2 separate regions of the Rattus norvegicus genome follow, and region 2 is linked to region 1. The links are chromatin contacts, called in public Hi-C maps. All regions are on one chromosome and are shown on one strand. The core of a region is the stretch at or near the end of the contact, and the rest is flanking DNA. Distances in the headings are between cores, read along the strand shown. Region 1 has its middle 30 kb from the start of Apod. Region 2 holds the start of Ppp1r2 (protein phosphatase 1, regulatory (inhibitor) subunit 2).

What was found. Hi-C and Micro-C count contacts between places; a contact is called where the count stands out from the background.
Region 2: a contact with region 1 is called in a Hi-C map of mammary epithelial cells, with 2.2 times the contacts expected there. The contact joins the promoter of Ppp1r2 here to the enhancer-like site in region 1. A contact is called at or near these places in 5 of 12 Hi-C or Micro-C datasets (the A7r5 cell line, Schwann cells, frontal cortex and 2 more).

What each region holds. Positions count from the first base shown.
Region 1 is chr11:82,904,829-82,907,704 of GRCr8, reverse strand. No RefSeq gene overlaps it. Among named protein-coding and RNA genes, the nearest start is that of Apod, 30 kb to the left of the region's middle. Within about 2 kb of position 1,469, at least 16 of the 93 cell types and tissues checked have an H3K27ac peak or open chromatin away from gene starts, as enhancers often do.
Region 2 is chr11:82,976,106-82,978,981 of GRCr8, reverse strand. Ppp1r2 (protein phosphatase 1, regulatory (inhibitor) subunit 2) reads right to left here and starts at 1,348. Exons shown (of 6, transcript NM_138823.3): 1 at 1,093-1,348. The coding sequence starts at 1,214.

The DNA.
Region 1 (2,876 bases), core at 220-2,719:
CAGCTCGGAGAAGGATCTCGAAGCCCGCCCCCACAGTGACACACTTCCTCCAACAAGGCCACACCCACTCCAACAAGGCCACACCTTCTAATAATGTCACTCACTGGGCCAAGTGTATTCAAACCACCACAGAGGGTAAGATATCACTCTCCTTCCACTGATAGTAGAAGTTGGAAAAGATTGACCATTCAACATGTCAGTCAGGATTTATTCAACAGGGTGATCATGAATTGCTGGGTGGAAACGCAAAGTAGTTTAACAATTCCTTCTAAAGGTAAACACACGTGAACTGTATAACATAGCAACTCTACTCCCTTGGTATTTGCCCAAGAGAAATAAAAATGTGTCTATTTAAAGATCTGTTCTGCACTATTCTTACTGATCCAAATGAGAATATCCACCAATCAGTGCCTGGATAAAACAAACAAGTTGTGTGTAACCCACCAGCAAGTGGCAAGCTTACTACCCAGTAGGAAACGGTGTTAAGGGAAGGACGTTAGCATAATAACGATTAACATCAAAAAACGTGATCGGCTGATGTTAAGGGAAAAGACAACACAGATGAGCTTACAGTTTGTAATGATGTTCTAGAAAAGTCCAAATGGTAGGAATCAAACACACGTGTGGTTGTGGAATGACCAAAGATGGAGAGGGGCCCCGAGGCAGGAAGGTGACATTTAGAATGACTGAGACACTACACTGGTCATGCTTTTGGCCCCTGTGTGAACACATTTTGTCTTTAAAGTGGGTGCATCTTATGCTGTGTAAATAACGCCTCCCTCTGTAAAGTTGATCACCCATGTTTCTGTGTGACGCCCGTCGTCTATCTCAACTCTGGCTGTGCAGTTCATCTTGAAATCTGGTAAATATAAACTGTCCAGCTTGGTCCCTTTTTTCAAAATTATTTTAATTATTTGTGATATCTAGCAAGCACTGAGGTGCTTGTTACTTAACAATTTTTTTTCTTTTTTTCGGAGCTGGGGACCGAACCCAGTTACTTAACAATTTTAACCAAAAAGATAAACAAAACAAACAGCAACAAAACCTAAAAAGTAAGAAACAAACAAACAAACAAACAGAAAGCCCTTTAGGATTTTGAAGTTGTGTCAACCTATAGGTGGATTTTGGGGAGAACCTCCTGATGAGAGCTCATGAGACCTACTGAACTCCGTCACCGTCACCGTCACCGGCAAGCATCCTTTGGCCTGCAGCCGGGGCCAGCAGCCCCTTCCTCCCTGCTTTGGGGACAGGAGCGCAGGACTTGCTGAGAAGCTGCCCCATTAGAAGAGGGTGTTTGGGTCGGCGGCTTTCACCGCCACCTTCCTACCGGGACCACACTGCCCTGCTGTAGATGTCCCGAGACTGTTTTCATTTGCCCTTCGGAACTCTCTCTCCCAAGTTTTTCCGTGTCCTGTGGCAAAAACTGGTTGCTCAGCTCTCCAGCATCTGCCTGCGCCACCCAGAGGCTCCCTGCGGTACATGGCGCCACCCAGCGGTCTCAGCTCTTGAGGACCCGGCTTTTCTAACGCAGCCCAAGCTTCTTTGAAAACTTTTTTTTTTTTTTTAAGTTTTCTCCTTGTTAAAACAAAGAACTTTCAAATTTGTGGTAACGTCAAATATCTAGCAAGCACTGAGGAGAAACGATTTCCCTAAGAATCCAGTCGGTTCTTACAGTAAAACGTGATTCCACGCTTTTTTACAATTACATTTGAGGGTCTGTCCCCCACTCCACCTCACCCCCATCTCCTCCATGCTACCCCACCCTGAGCTCCCTTTACACTCCCCCATTCCTCCATACTCCCTCCACCTCATTTCACTCCCTCGGGTTCGCATTTCCACATTTCCTCCATCCCTCCCTATTTCCCTTATTCCCTCCATTGCTTCCCGGAACAATAGTATCTTAAGTTTGGAGTGTTATCCTTGCTTGTGGACATTTTTGTCTAAATGTTTGAGCTGGAAAACAAAAGCTAGCATTGATTTACATGCTTTAAACTTCGTGGGAATTGTGACATTCTGACTGTATCTTTCTATAACACCCATATTTTAGATTTACCCCTTCTGAAGGTCTACAATGTGTTTACTCATACTCTGTGACAGTTGGTTAACTTGTATCAGCTTTCCCTACTGGAGACATTGTTGCAATGATTTCTCTGTCATAACTCGAGGGTCAGGAGCTATACAGATAATGGCTAAGTGAGTTTATCTTCTTGGCACAAGTACTTTCAGACCATCTGGCTATGCAATGCCTGTGGCCATCTAATGTTATCCTATCCATCCATAAATAAGTTCTCCCCAGGGTGCCCTATTTCTAAAACACCAGTTATGTACTTATGGGATAGCTCCTATATGTGACAGGCACCATGACCATAGAGAAACATGGCAGTCCTTTACCCCTGAGGAACTGAAAAGGTAGAAGGTAACTGAGGGGTGGAGTAGAGTCTGCAAACAAGTGTCCATGCTGAGCCTCCATAGTGACTTATCAATGTCCTATGTGGGATGCTTGCTCTGCTACTTGGAAAAGGAAGCAGGAAGTGAGACATGAAGGCCATATATTACAGGCCAGATAACATCTTCCCTTTAGGGATCACTGCCCCAGCATGGGCATTATTTATACCTAGTGCTTCATAGCTCATTGCCTGATTTGAACATGTATTCCCGTGCATTCCCCTCCCCCTCTCTCTCCCTCCTTGTCCTTCTCCCTCTCCCTCACTCTGACTTACTTTCACTCTCTTTTGAGTGATGTGTGTGTGTGTGTGTGTGCGCGCGTGCACTCGTGCAAGCATATGTGCTGGTGCAAGTACACATATGTGCACTTCCCTGTAGATATTGACATCAGGCGCTCCCTCAGCTGTTCTCTGTCAACAGTTTTTTAGATG
Region 2 (2,876 bases), core at 99-2,598, 71 kb before region 1:
TTCTAAGTTGAATCCACAAAAGGGGTTTTCTCCAAATTTCCCATAAAATTGTTTCCAGCTAGTTACTCTAAAAATTCCAAATTAGATCCTTAATATAGGAGTGCCCTACTTCTAAAAGTCTAAGACTTCACAGCATTCTCACTGCTACCTCCACGGACTTCAGTAATCTTTCTTAAGCCTTGTTTCTGAATGCAAGAGTTCCTATTATAATTTTAGTAACTTAGACTATTCGAGGCCCCCTTAGAGTCTGACCCGGTGGTATAATTAGTTATACCCTAGACGCTGTACTACTGTCACACTATTTTCATTGAGCACTGAAGCCTGGGTAGTTTTCTCTGTAGCCAGAACACCTCTCTGTTTTTTCAGGCTGGAATATCTTTCCATTATACAAATGTACCATAATTAATATTTCACCAGTTCTCACTAATGGACCTTGGGCGGTTTCCAGGTATTTACTAATACACACAATGCTTTACGTCAATATCTCAAGTTGCTTCTCTCTGAAGAACTGCGTTTAGATATGCAAAACAGGACCCAAAACTAGATAGAAAGCACCCAAACCTCTAGCTCCAGGTACAAAAATATTTAGCAACAGTAACTTTCCATTAAATGCAGATGACTGATTTTAAAATTTTGGTTTCATTTAGTGCAGAGATAATGACAGACCAGGAACTGAGAGACGAACGCAGTAAAGTGCTTAATGGAGAAATAAATGTGTTTGTGCTTCTGGTTGTTTTTTTTAAAGTGTTGATCTCATTAGCCTGAACCTAGATTGAAATTGAAGGGCAAAAAAGAAACTCCTTTGCCTTAGAATTTTAGCTACCTTGGCTTAGGCTAGGGGCATAATAAAAGCTTAACAGTTAAAGCTTTGAAACTTCAATCTGATTCCTTAGCGTTCCGAAGGACACGAAGTTCAAAAGCCAGGCTTAAAATGTGCGTGTACTTAGAAAATAAACGAGACAAACGCCACCGCCTCTGGCGGCTCCGGTCCCACTCCACCCCGCGGCCGGAGGGGCAAGGCTAAGGCCGGCTCCCCGTAGCCGCCTGTCAGCCGGGAAGGCGAGGCTTCCAGGCCGGCCTCCCGGCTCTCACCTCAGCTCCTCTTCGACGGTCCGGCGGGGCTGTTCGGCCGAGGCCACCACCGAGGAAGTCGTAGAGGTCTTGTTCTTCAGGATTCCCTTGATGGGCCGGTGCGAGGCCGTCGAGGCCGCCATTGCCGGTCGCTCCGGCTGCTGGCTCAGGGTCGCTGCTGGCGTGGGGTCCCGGAGGAGAAGGGGTGGGCACTGCAGAGACCCTCCAGGCAGCCGTGGAGCCCAGGCCGGGCTAAAGCAGTCGCACCTGCTGTCGCGGAAACCACTACCAGCGTCTCCCGCACGACACAATGACCGCAACGCCACAGCTGACGCCGCGCGGCTGGCGGCCCTTCGCCGCCGGCAAAGCAGCCCGCGGCCCGCGGAGGAGGCCGGCCTAGTGGCCCAGCGCGGGAGCGACGCGGATGCCAAAGCCAAGCCCGGCCCGCCCTCTCGCGATATCTAGAGCGGGGCGGGGCGAGAACAAAGCCGGCCTTCTTGCCCCGCCCCTTCCCGCCCGCCCGCCCGCCCCGCCCCTCCTCTGTGTTAGGTCAGCTGAGTCCTGACCCAGCAATCGTGTCAGTGAGAGACCCGCTGTCTGCCTTAGAGATCTACTTCCTAGCACTCTCCCATCGCCGTATGAAACCTTGTTGCTATTTCTGTCTTATGACAGAAAACTGAGGCTCACGGGTGACTCACTCCACAAAGATAAGAGATGTTAGCTGACTGAACGATATAGCTCCCGTTTCTATTTAATCTTTGTAATCATCTTCTTTTTCCTTTTCTTTTCTTTTCTTTTCTTTCTTTTTTTATTTGAGACAGGTCTTTCTATGCAGACCAAGCTAGTTTCGAACTCACAGAGATCGACCTGCCTCTGCCTCCTGAGTGCTAAAGGTCTGTGCCACCACACCCAGTCCTTCGCGATTTAACTTCCTACTATAAAATCATAGAATACCAGTATTGGAATGGTCCTCAAAGATCTATTATGAAGCCACAGAATAGTCATTTTTGTGATATCACAAAAAAGCCTGCCTTGGGATAATAGAACCTCTTCTTACCATTGGAGAAGCAGACGGACAGAAAAGAGCCACCACTTCCACACAGTCCATCCATAGTATATGATGGCCACAAGGCAAAGTCGGTGTGGCACTGGAGGACCGGAGTGGTGCCCCTACAAACCAAGGATCAACAAGACATCAAAAGTCCGGGGAGCCATTTTCAACAGATCCAAATTCTCAGTGCTCTTAGAGGGAGCCAAGTCCCCTGCTCTCAATTTGGGAATTCAAGCCCCCAGTACATTTTCTGTTGCTTAAAGTTTCTCGGGTGTGAAACTTCGTTGTCCCACCTCCTTCAGCCTTCAAGTCCGTCACACAGTTGTGTTTGTTCCACTACTCTGTCCTGATCAGACCTCTCAGAAACCTATGACAGGCCAGAGCAGACTACGGCACATGGGAATGCCATTGCCATCGGATCGACCCCAGTCCTCTGGGACCTTAGACAGCTAGGTGTCTGGTAAGAAGATTGTCACAGGGATACCCACCCATACCATGAAAGGGTTATCCAGCCACAGCGATGCCAGAACTTCCTCCCTTCCCGGGCTCTGACTCAGGAAGCCTAGATGGAGGAGATTCCCAGCAACTTGTTTGCTGGGGAGAGGAAGGCAAAGTGCAACTATTTTTAAGCAGTAATCTCACTCAAATAAGAGTCTTCTGCCTCGGTGCCTAGCAGACAATACTGTTTGGTGTCTTTAGGGCTCTGTTCCTGGGAACAGCGTCCGGTTTCCTGAAACGGTCAGATTTTCCAGAC